Linked DNA regions of Mus musculus: region 1 is linked to region 2. The links are chromatin contacts, called in public targeted proximity ligation maps. All regions are on one chromosome and are shown on one strand. The core of a region is the stretch at or near the end of the contact, and the rest is flanking DNA. Distances in the headings are between cores, read along the strand shown. Region 1 overlaps Atad1 (ATPase family, AAA domain containing 1). Region 2 overlaps Sgms1 (sphingomyelin synthase 1).

What was found.
Region 1: a targeted proximity ligation map of the NIH/3T3 cell line shows a contact between it and region 2, with 5 read pairs. A contact is called at or near these places in 2 of 130 datasets of targeted methods (the NIH/3T3 cell line and embryonic fibroblasts).

What each region holds. Positions count from the first base shown.
Region 1 is chr19:32,674,494-32,680,778 of GRCm38.p6, forward strand. Atad1 (ATPase family, AAA domain containing 1) reads right to left here. Exons shown (of 10, transcript NM_026487.3): 9 at 2,224-2,357. Among named protein-coding and RNA genes, the nearest start is that of Atad1, 35 kb to the right of the region's middle.
Region 2 is chr19:32,302,440-32,309,098 of GRCm38.p6, forward strand. All of the region lies in intron 2 of Sgms1 (sphingomyelin synthase 1), which reads right to left. Among named protein-coding and RNA genes, the nearest start is that of Sgms1, 83 kb to the right of the region's middle.

The DNA.
Region 1 (6,285 bases), core at 223-2,722, 370 kb after region 2:
ACAACAGTTTCTTCCTCCTTCAAGAGCCCAAAGAGAATGGCAACGCAATGAACCCATTCTAGGTGGTGTCTCTATGAGTGTATGAAAGACGCTGTTTTAAGATTGATTGATTGATTGATTGATTGATTGATTGATTTTCGAGACAGGGTTTCTCTGTGTAGCCCTGGCTGTCCTGGAACTCACTCTGTAGACCAGGCCGGCCTCGAACTCAGAAATCCGCCTGCCTCTAACCCCCAAGTGCTGGGATTAAAGGTGTGTGCCACCAACGCCCGGCTTAAGATTTATTTTTATTTTACTTTATGTGTATGAGCGTCTGTCCACATGTCCATATGTACACTGTGTGTGTGTCTAGAGCCTGGGCATAAGAGGGCAGCAGGTTCCCTGGACCTGGAGTTACAGACAATATTGAACCACAGTGTGGGTGAGCCAGTGCACTGAGCCAGCCCCTTGAAAGACAGCTTTTAAAAGCACCAAGGAGTAGGAGGTAGCAAAGCAAAATGGCTGTATAAGTCACTTCACACCAAGAATGTAAGAGCAGCACATTTTCATTAAAGAAAGCTATTCAAACGGATGCATAATTCTAATCAGGAAATCAAGTTACTCTTGTGAATAGAGAACCAAAATCTAGCATTCCTAGACATATACAGACATTTATGTGCGTGAGTAGCCTTTTATAAGATAGAAGTAGAACTTAACACTCAATTTGAAAAAAACAAATAATTCAAATCCCCTTCACTTTACCAAAAACAAAACAAGACAACAACAGCAAACCCCTGGTATATTCTGCTACTTGACAGTTTACAGACACTTGGGGAAAAAATGTTTCGAGGAAAACAGGATGATTCAAGTCTAATGACCGGATTTTCCCACTGAAATTTTCAGAGCTTTCCAAGGTTTTTCTTTCATTATTAATGTAATTAATTAAGTACAGTTTATATGCTATTTGTTTCTTTTATTTTTTTCTGCGAGAAGAAAGACCTTTGGAAGGTAGATTTCTGATGATGTTAACATGCTGAAATAGCTGGAATTATACATGGGCAGTACACACATGGGATGCATCTCTCACATGGGGCAGGAGGAAGCAGTATGGTGCTACTGTCTGGCAGGGACCTCGTACAAAAGTGAATGAGTTTTAACAGAAGCTTACTATGGCACTCACTATAATTAAATGCATCGATATAACAGGTTGGCAAGTCAGGGTTACATGGTATGAAAACTTCAGAGCAAGAGAAGAGTTGGCAAACTCCTTTAACATGACCTCAAAGGTATACTGGTTTACTAAAAAAATTCTTTATCAGAGAGCTGACACTCTAAAAAGATACAAGGTGTGGTATGGTGCAGCTTCGGGAGAAAGGCCTTTTCAGAATCTTTCTCAAAGGAGTTAATTCAGGGCTAACTTACTTTTGCTGAAATAAGGATGACAAAGTTGATTTCCCAAACTCACCACATTTACAAAGTGGTTCCAAGTGAAAGTGACTGACATGCGAGTCATGTTACATGTTAGTAACTGCATTACTGTTAAGTAGCAGCCCTGTCCACACTGCTCCACACACTTTTGTTATGTATGAAGTTTCTGAAAGATACATACTCATTTCTACACAGAAAGGAATTTTAAGGTACAGAAACAATCTATAGATTCTAGAGAACCCCGTTTTCCTAACAAAGAGGGCAAGCCTGGGTTTTTGTGACTCACCCCATTGCTTATCAAATAAAACTCAGCATTTTGCCCCTTAATTCTAGAACATCCCCACAGCAGTTTTTCCATTTAGAGACTTCTTTAGGAAGACGGCAACAAGGGCTGGGGAGTAGCTCAAGAGGTAAAGCACTTGCTAGGCCACCATGAGGACTTGAGTATCATCTCACATTTAAAAAAAAAAGGTGGAGTGTGCCTGTTATCCCAGGAGTGTGAAGGCTGTGACAGAAGGGTCCCTAGATCTCGCTGAACAGCCAATCTAGTATAACTAGAGACCTCTGGGTCAGTAAGACCCCATCATTTCAAAAGCTAAGGTGGTAAGGCACTCAACATCAGCCTGCATGCACACAGATGAGCATATATCCATATACATACACAAACACATACAGGAAAATGCCAATAAATAATAAAGGCACAAGTTGCTAATTCAATTGTCTTTTTCTGTAAGTAATCTAGTATAAAGCAAAACAACAATAATCACCTCATCAAAAGTGTTTGACAGATACCAGAAATTGAGTCTACACAGTTACCTCTCTTCTGATGTAGAATTGACATATTCCCTGACACAGAGGAGGGCGGCATCCCGACACATTTCTTTTAGGTCACTTCCTGAAAATCCATCAGTTTCCTGGGCAACTTCTAGAAGATCTACGTGTCTATCCACCTTAAATAAACATGAAATATGTTTATAATGAATATACAAAATTAAGCAAAATACTTACAAAATATCCATCTGAGAATTAATGTTCAGAATGTTGTAACACCCAAGTAAAGAGAAATGGCTAGCTATTAGTACCATAAAACTATAATTAAAAAAAATTTTTTTTCATTATTTGTCATTACATCTGAAACATGTGCACATGTCTTTACACTTAAAATTCCTTTCTAGCACAATGGTACCTGAATACTAATTCAATTTAGCACTTGGTTTTGTCCTTCCATCTAAGCTTACAGGGCTTGGGGAAACTTAAAACACACCAATGTACAACAAGGAAAAAATAAACAAGAAAATCAATGTATTCATGTTTACTATCCACAATCTAAGGTCTCATTTCCAATGCTAAGCAGCTTATACATATAATTTTCATTTAATCCTGCAAGTAAGCAGCACAATTTTCATACTCTATTAATAGTCTGAAGGCTGGGCAAGGGTAGACAAGTCATAGAAGCAGGATATGAAGAGACAGCAGACGTCCACCCCTAGGTTCTCCCCATATACCCATTTGCCACGATAATTTTCTTCACTCCTAAGGAATGGATGCCACCTTTATTACTCAATTTCTAATTATGGAATATTTTGTTTTAAGAATAGTAATTCTATACAGGGAAAAAAGATAAAAATAAGTTGGGTTCCGTGACACATGCCTGTTATTCTATCACCCCAGCAGCACTCAGGAGGCACATCAGGAGGGATTGAAGGCTAGCCTGGGCTACCTATTAAGTACCAGGCCAGCCAACAGCTGAGGCTACACAAAGTACCTACCTTTTTCAAACAAACAAATTTTAAAAGGAGACATTATAAAATTCTTAAAGAATGATTTGAAAAATTTTGGCTTAAGATGTTCTTTGAAGGTCTAAAATTCTGTGCTGAATCTACCTGGCCCTGCGTTTTTTTAATTGGGAGATTTAAACATTTTTATATTTATTTAATTTTACATGTATAAATGTTTTGCCTGTATAGATATATGTTCAGTGTGTATGCCTGATGACCACGGAGGTCAGAAGAAGGCATCAGATCCTTGGAACTAGAGTAGAACGGATGTGAGCCATCATGTGGATGCAAGAGCAAGTAGTCTAATTCACTGAACCGTCTCCAGCTCCTTCTGGGAGATTTTTAATACCGTTTCATGTTCATTGCTTGCTATAGAGAGGTTTAAACGACTTCTCCGTCTTGGTTTAAATTTAGTAAGTCATGTAAACAGTTATCTACTTCTATACATTGCCTAGTTTAGCACAGTTTTAAACCTACTGCCGGCACGGTTTCTGAACTCCCTCAGTGCTGTGACAGTGCCTCCCTTCCCATCTCTGACTTTAATCAGTCAGGTCTTCTCTTTCTTTCTTTTTTTTTTTTAAGATTTATTTATTTAAGTAAAGTATATGTAAGTACACTGTAGCTGTCTTCAGACACTCCAGAAGAGGGAGTCAGATCTCGTTACGGATGGTTGTGAGCCACCATGTGGTTGCTGGGATTTGAACTCTGGACCTTCAGAAGAGCAGTCGGATGCTCTTACCCATTGAGCCATCTCACCAGCCCAAGGTCTTCTCTTTCTACTAACTGGACTAAAGGCTTATCAATCTTTTCAAAGAAAGAACTGTTTGTTTCACTGATTCTTTGTAATTTTTGTTTGTTTCTTTCTATTTCATTAATCTCTGTCCTGATTTTAGCTATTTCACATGGTCCACTGCTCTGGGCATTTTTTTTTCTTTCTTACTTTCCAATGTCCTAAAAGGCATCATCAGGTTATTTGAGATCTAAATTTTAATGCAGGAACATAGAATGGTAAGCTTCCTTCTTTGGACTGTTTCCTTGGATCCCATAGGTTTTGGAATGCTAATTTTATTTCCACTAATTCTAGGAATGTTTTAAGTTTTCTTCATTTCAACAACACATTCATCATTCAACTGTGCAACTATGACCTTCAAATCAGTGTCATCCTTTTAAATAGAAATGCTAAATGAAGAGAAATTGGGTGGAGCTGGTGAGATGGCTCAGTGGTTAAGAGCACTGGCTGCTCTTCCAAAGATCCTGAGTTCAATTCCCAGCAACCACATAGTAGGCCCTGACTATCTGTAAATAGATATGATGCCCTCTTCTTGCATGTAGGTGTACATACAGCCAGAGTGCTTATACATATAATAATAATAATAGTAATAATAATAAACAAGTACTTTTTTAAAAACAGGAATTTAGTTATTTGTATTTGATAAAAAGGCAACAAAGGAAAGAACGACTATCCGCACAACAATCTTGAATTTAGGTACAGAAAGCAGGAGGGAAGTCCTAAGTACAGACTCTGTGAGACACAGGACACGAGTACAGTAAGGCTGGGAAGAAGGCAGAGGCTGGACATTACATACACATCTCATGCAATGTTGCAGTACTACCAAGCCTATGTGAATTCAAAATCAATACAGAAAGAGAAAAAAGGAAATATGAAATATAAAACACTACTGAACATGAGACTTCAGAGGGGACAGAAAGCAAAAAGAAGGCACATTTCATGAGAAGAACTAAATGAAGAACAAATCAATTCAAGCTTATAATTATAACACAGTAACTGCAAACAACTAAACTAAGACAAGATATAGACATGATAAAATTATGGCTGTGGATTAGAACAGTCACATAGGCTGAAAGAAGCAGGCTTTATGTTCTACTTGAAAGAAAAATGTATAGTTGAAAATAAATGGTAGAAAATTATATGTAAGGTAAATATTAAGGGAAGTGAATATAATACTTTTAGTTGCGTTAGGTCAGATTTAGGTGGATTAGAGTATAATATTTATTCAAAATGTATAGTTGGGGAAATATGTCATTGCAGAATGATAAAAATTTCACTAGAAAAAGAAATCCATCTGTACCTGTATATACACCTATCATTTCAGAATATAAAAAGCAAACATTAACTATGAAGCAAATGAGAAAGATTTTTTGTTAAGAGGGTGGTAACATATCTTTCTTAAATGAGAACAGCTTACACAATAAACTCTGATTCTACTTAGTAACATGAAAGCATGATAATGCTGCCTTTATTAAATGTAGGATATTAATGTGAGGCTTTTAAAAGCAAAATAAAGGGCTGGAGAGATGGCTCAATGGTTAAGAGCACTGACTGCTCTGCCAGAGGTCCTGAGTTCAATTCCCAGCAACCACATATCTAGCTCACAACCATCTGTAACAGGATCGGACGCCCTTCTTCTGGTGTGTTGAAGACAGCTACAGTGTGTGTATGTGTGTATGTGTGTGTGTGTGTGTATATACTCTGCTGCTACAAACATGTTATAGGCCTGGTGGCATTGAGAGCCTTTAATCGTAGCACTCTGGAGGTAGAGGTAGGGATTTCTGAGTTTGAGGCCAACCTAGTCTATAGAGTGACTTCTAGGACAGCCAGGGTTATACAGAGAAACCCTGTTTTGAAAGGGAAAAAAAAGCTATAAGCTGTCTACTTATACAATATACCATATACATAAAGTCTTGCTCCTGTGGTGGTTTGCTTGTTCATGTGGTGATTTCCTGTGGCAGGGTCTTGCTATTATAACCCAGGTTAGCCTTCAACTTTCAGTTCTCTTGCCTCAGCTTCACAAATGGTAAAACCTGGTTGAGTGTACCACCATGACAAGCTTAAACTATTTTAAATTAAATAATTATATTGGTTACCTCAACTATCTTCTAATTACTTCTAGGAATAATATATGGACACCAGTTCAGAAGATTTGCACACTTACTGTTTCTTAGGCTGATACCTCTCTCTGTGAAAGGGTTACCAATGGACAGTGGCTCATTCAAGTAGCACTGTACCTATAAGATGTTCACCTCAAAAGAGGTAAAAAGTATTCAATTAAAAGGCAAAAAGCCATCTGTCTAAGACATA
Region 2 (6,659 bases), core at 527-3,026:
GTTTGCTAAGGGTCTCACACTAGGTTAAGGACACTTGCTGGGCCCTGGCAAGATGTCATTTACATCCCTTTGCTGTTGTGACTTTAGACAGTGACCTGAAAACTTCGCACCTATAAAATCTGGTCTCTCAAGCTTTGTACAGAGGCTTAAACCATCTAGAAGCCTGGGCTCTGTGGATAGTGATGTGTCAGTGCAAAGGTCTGTCACCCTCCCAAGGGACCTCGATTCCCACATCTGCAGAAGGAACCTGTTAGACAAATTTTCGTTTCAAAGGTTCAGCCTGGCAATAAAATGAGAGTCTATAATCTAAGAATTGCCATCAGTCAGAAACCAGAAAGGATGTTGCTCACATTTCATCTATTACATAAACCTTACTGTAACAGCTCTTAATACCTTGTTTTGGATTACCTTCTAAGTGGTGTGTTCGGCCTTGTTCTACTGGGATCATGGGGTAAGGGTGGTTAGAACATTTTATCTTCTTAGTTGTTTGTCTGGTTTTGATGAATGATCTCTTGTATCACAAAGCTGGCCCCATCCTTACTTCAACTTCTCATCCTCCAGCCTCCTCGTCCCAGTTGCTGACAGGAAGGCACTCATGCCCACACTTGGTTTCATGGGCTGCTGAGGATCTAACCCAGGGTCACATCCATGCCAAGCAAGGATTCTATGAGCTAAGCAACATCACTATCTAGCTGCTGTTGCTTTCTTTTAAGTCCTTCCATGTGATGGGTCTCATCAGATAAAGGGGGGGGGGGCGATTTCCTTGTTCCTGCTGAACTCAACACAGCTTCCTTCTCAGCCCTAGCTAAAAGCCTGTACTCAGTCGCCTTACATATCAGGTCACTGGGGACTTAACTGAGCTTTGGGACATGAAGAAGAGCCTGCAGCACAGGAAGAGCCTGCAGTTTCACAGTGAGCTCGGGATGGGCAAGCCTACAGCTCAGAGCCCAGCTTTGCTTGAGCTGCATCACCAATGCTATCACCAATGTCAACAAAGGATGCTTTGTCTTCACCCATCCCAACATCACACATTAAATGAATTTTTCACAGTTGCTAAACACCGGCCACATAGATCATCCTTCTTGCATTACAAGGAGTTTTGTTGTTTCATTGGTTCTAGTCCATTCCCAATCAAAAGCCCAAACAATTTGTTTTAATTCCTTCTTTTATTTGGAAAATTATTTCATTTCTCCCCTCCCTGCCTCTGTCCAATACCCCCATATGCCCCTCCTCCTTGCATTCAAATTCATAGCCTCTTTTTCCTTTAACTATTATTATATACATATATGTATATAAACATATATTCCTAGATATACAAGTACAGCCTGCTCAGTCTGTACAATGTTACTTGTTTGTATGTTTTCAGGATTGACGATTTGGTATTGGATAACCAATTGGTGTGCTCTTCCCTAGGGAACAATATCTTCCCCGCTCCCTGTTGAAAATATCTGCTTTCAACATCTTTATAGTTATCTGATCTCCGAGCTTGTGATTCAAAAATGGAATCTAAGATAGTCAGTCTTATTTCAGAGTTATACCTCCAGACTTTAAAGAGTCATTTTTATGTCACAGCCCCAACAAAATCACAGCAGCCAAAGAGAGGTGAACCTACAGGTGTCAACTCCCAGACTAAACCCGTGTCTCTCCCTGGCCCGTCGGCCCAGTCCAAAGAGTAGGCAAAGAACCATACTGACTTGAGGCTACATCTGCTCGCCCAGAAGCCCTCCCTCCAGCTTGTAAGGGCAGAGAGCCAAGGCCAGACGTGGGAGCAGGGGCCCTTCCTGTCCCAGCTGGGATACAGGCTGCCCCGCCCTGTTCTTTCTAAGAGGAAGTGGGCTGGAAATCCTGTACACTCATTGTTTTATTAATAAAACTTTAGAAGGAGGAAATCTTTAGACAGGGATACATATTCACTTGGAAAACTAGGAGGCTAAGTCCCTAACATTCTTATGTTTCTTGCTGACTTGATTATCTGAGACTTTAGAAACAAAAACAGAATCCTAGTCCATCTTAGCATGACAAGTTGCTGATGACATATTAGACAGACAGCCGTCATTATTATGCATAGCCCCACCCACATCACAGTATATTCTGAGATAGGGAGCGAGCCTTACATGGGTTCAGAAACTCTTGTACTTTCCAGGATGCCGCACTCACAGAAGTCCAGCTAGAATCATTCTATAAACAGATGACCCTAGACTTACAGGTGAGAGGCAGACTTGTAGAAAGCATAAATTCAAAATCAGTCTCTCTCCCTCTTTCCCTCTCCCCACTCTGCCCCCACTTCTCTCAACTCACTATGTAGACCAGCCAGGCCTTCAACTTACAGACATTGCCCTGCCTTTGCCTCTGTCTCTCAAGTGCTAGGAATAAAGGTATTCACTAGCAGCCCCTGGCTCAAAAGACAATTAATGAAACAATTCACTAAGCCAGCGTTACGGCTTCATGAATCAGCTCTTAGACTAGAAAAGCTGTTTCTCACGCCTGAATCCACCTCTTCTAGGATAAGGTAGTTAGGCAAGCCTAAGCATACTGGGTGTTCCGGCAACACACCCACAAGTGGACGAAAGGCCTCTCAGTCTCAAATTTCCTGGGCAAACACTTAATGCTGCTGTGTTGGTGTGGTTTCTACACTGTCTTGGACTATATTAATATTCCTTCTTCCTTTCCACAGATGAGCTGGCCCAAGTCCTCCGGCTCTTACTCATTCCTAATCACTCACTCATTTCCTCTGTTCAGACTGGGATGGGAGGGGCAAATAGCTCTCTGGAACCACTAATGTTTGGACTTAAGATGACTGGCTATTTCATTATTTTGAATTAAAAGGACTAGACTCATCACATTCTTTTGGGGGAAAAGTTGCCAAGTTACCCATACATTTGAATATAGTTTTGCTTACTATTTCAAACTGCTTTAATAACAGAAAGTATGCTCATGGATAGCTCTATAATTAATAAAGACCAAGAAGGGAAACCCCAACATGGAACTCCACTGAAGATAATCCAGTGAGTACTATGACAGATGTCTTTAAGCCCCGTGTCCCCATCACTACTTGACTGCAATGTTCTCATATGCTCATTGAAGTCTGTTTATCAAACATTTTGTGCCATGCTTGTTCAGCATCGTTGACACAAATATACAACAGTCTATTATATAAACAAATTGGAGCATATACTAGAAGCTGTCTGGGTCACATCCCATGTTCACTGTTCATCTTCAGAGCTAATCCTTTCCATAGAAATAACCCTTAGAAATAGGCTCACTGGAGACAAAGGATCCACAAATTGTTTCTCATTTGGACACAAGAGGCCTTTTAGGGGAAAGAAAAAAAAAACAAAAACAAACAAACAAAAAACTTTCTGAGTCTTTCAGCACTTACATTTTGCTCAACCAACTTTGGCTGAATTTTCCAAGTCATCCTGATGCTTTTACTGAGAGCTAAATTTGTAGTTGGTTTCCAAATTCTTGAAATCTGTTAAGCAGTTGGTCATCTCTAGTTAACAAGCTATATTGCTTAGTGTAGCAACTCTATTCTTTGACATAGCATGACATCTTGTCCATTGTGTTGTGGTTGTTGTTTGAGGCAGGATCTCATGGAACCCAGGCAAGCCTGTTTGCTATGTAGACAAGAATGAGCCTGAGCCCCAGTCCTCCTGTCTCTGCCTCCCCAAGTGCTGGCATTACAGGCCATGCAGTATCATGCCCAAAACACATTCTTCTGGGACTGTATTTCAATTCACATTTGTAACGGAATGACTAGTATTAGTCACCCAGTGTCCCGGGATCCTCTGCTTGCCTTAGTTAATTTTCAGATCAAACCCTTTCTATAGCTTTCTGATGATGGGCAAATGACCTTTTCTCTGAAAGCCAAGCTTCAGAGTTAAGAAGCTGTTTCCGTTTCCAAACTCTCCCACTTGCTAAGGTAATGACTTGGGGTTGTATTGAGGACACATCTCTGTGATTCTCAGGTCCCTATCTCCTTTTGTGATGCTAAGACCTAATCTACTTAGCACACAGCCTGTTTATTTTTATAGAATTGGCATGTCAATGTAAGAATAGGCTACAGTTTTTATAAAAGTGTTTTTTAAGCGGGACTGAAACAGCTCAGGATGATTCTCTGGGTCAGAACTCTTGCCCACATTTCAACACCAGGAAGTTTAAGTCTAATAGAGAACCCAAAATGGATGACACCACCCCTAACCCTAACCCTAACCCTAACCCTAATCCTAACCCTAACCCTAACCCTTCCTGAGCATAATTAAGCCCACACTGCCTGTATCCAATGAGCAACTTTTTCAGTACATGCTATGATGAAGCATTGGACTAGACACAGACAAAGCCAAGATTTGGGATGAGGAACCATTCATTGGTCAGGGCTCTCTCAGAGACTGAGGAACATACACCATTCTACACTGATAATATATACTCTGTGAGCATGCTGACCACTACAAATGTCCAGACACTCGAGGTAGGAATGGCAGCCTATCCCATTTAGACTCTGTTCCTAATGTGACGTACCAAGGATGTGCCAAGAACAGTGTCCATCCAGGCATGCATTATAAGGTGGGTACCACAGAGGCAGGCGGATTTCTGAGTTCGAGGCCAGCCTGGTCTACAGAGTGAGTTCCAGGACAGCCAGGGCTACACAGAGAAATCCTGTCTTGAAAAACTAAAAAAGAAAGAAAGAAAGAAAGAAAGAAAGAAAGAAAGAAAGAAAGAAAGAAAGAAAGAAAGAGAAAGAAAGAAGAGGAAGAGGAAGAGGAAGAGGAAGAGGAAGAAGAAGAAGAAGAAGCCGGGCATGGTGGTTTAATCCCAGCACTCGGGAGGCAGAGGCAGGCGGATTTCTGAGTTCAAGGCCAGCCTGGTCTACAAAGTGAGTTCCAGGACAGCCAGGGCTACACAGAGAAACCCTGTCTCGAAAAACCAAAAAGAAGAAGAAGAAGAAGAAGAAGAAGGAGAAGGAGAAGGAGAAGGAGAAGGAGAAGGAGAAGGAGAAGGAGAAGGAGAAGGAGAAGGAGAAGGAGAAGGAGAAGGAGAAGGAGAAGGAGAAGGAGAAGGAGAAGGAGAAGGAGAAGGAGAAGGAGAAGGAGAAGGAGAAGGAGAAGGAGAAGGAGAAGGAGAAGGAGAAGGAGAAGGAGAAGAAGAAGAAGAAGAAGAAGAAGAAGAAGAAGAAGAAGAAGGAAGAAGAAGAAGAAGAAGAAGAAGAAGAAGAAGAAGAAGAAGAAGAAGAAGAAGAAGAAGAAGAAGAAGAAGAAGAAGCAGCAGCAGCAGCAGCAGCAGCAGCAGCAGCAGCAGCAGCAGCAGAGTGAGCTCTACCATGGATGGAAGATAAACCCTGTAAGTTTCTTCAGAGTCCAGTCCCAGACCAAACCTGTTGTGAAACGGTTTCTCCACACCTTGACTTTCCCACCTTCTCTGAGGTGATCTCATGAGCTCATAACACCAAACCTGGACTCACACACACAAAATGCTAGTGTTGGGATTGCTTCTTTTTTGTTACTATAGAGACAGCATCTCACTATATAGTTCTAGTTGGCTTGACACAGTATGATCTAGACCAGGATGGCCTAGAACTCAATGGAGACTTACCTGTGTCACCAGGAATCCCAAGAACGCTATAACTGGTCCCGTCCTGTTTAAATTAAGTCCACTCCTTGTGCCCTGGGCAGCTAGGGAAAGCTATAAATGCCCTGGGGAAGGCAAAGGGATCCACCAACCTATTTCTAGGACTTTCCAGAGAATTCCACTCAGCTGGAGAGAAGAGATCAGATTCTCACTTCCTTTCTACCTGAGTCAGTTCTCAGAGGGCTACTGTTCTGAAGGCCAGTGGACTCAACCGTCTGAGGAAAGGTTTCCTTGTTGATCATCTGTATTTGGTTTGGAAAGGACACTAGCAGTATTCAAGGTTTACAAAGTCAATACTGGCACTTTTTCCTGACAGGCAGTCTTCAGATGACAACTTTACGTATGGGTGAGAGTAAAAGACCTGTGAGCCTCCTCAAATAGACCCTGTTCAAAACAGCAATGATTCACTGCATACAGGGCCCTGGTGCGCTAGCTTCTGCAGCTTATTTAAAATGCAAAGTGCTAAAGAAAAAGGCAAATTTCTGGGGCTCAGAAAGTGTGACTCAGTAAGCAGTAGAGGTGGGTGTTGAGGTTTTTTGTCTTTAACTGTCTATTGTAATGCTAAGTGCGGCCCCCAAAACCTGGAGTTTGTACATAGCTCCTGGGACCCTGCTACCAAGTTAATTCTGATTGGTCAATAAAGATGCCTGCAGCCAATAGCTTGGCAGAAGAGAGATAAGTAGAGTTGAGTTTCCAAGGGCTTGGGTCAGAGGAGAAACAACAGAAGAGAGAAAGAAAAAGTTGCCCATAGAAGAAGAATGACCAGGAGAGAAGGAGAGAGGGAGGGGGAGAGAAGGGGAGGGAGAGAGAGAGAGAGGGCTGCCAAGGGGTAGGAGTAAAAAAAATGTGATCCTGTGTGCTTGCCAATTGGAGCTAAGAGCAGCCCAGATGGAACATAGAAATAATGAGTGATGGCTGGGAGTTATCGATGGAAAGGTAGATTCTAACAACATGGTGGGCAGACAGTTGCCCAGCTATTGTGCTGCCTAAGGCTTATTTAAAAATATAAAGGCTGTGTGTGTGCTTTCATCCAG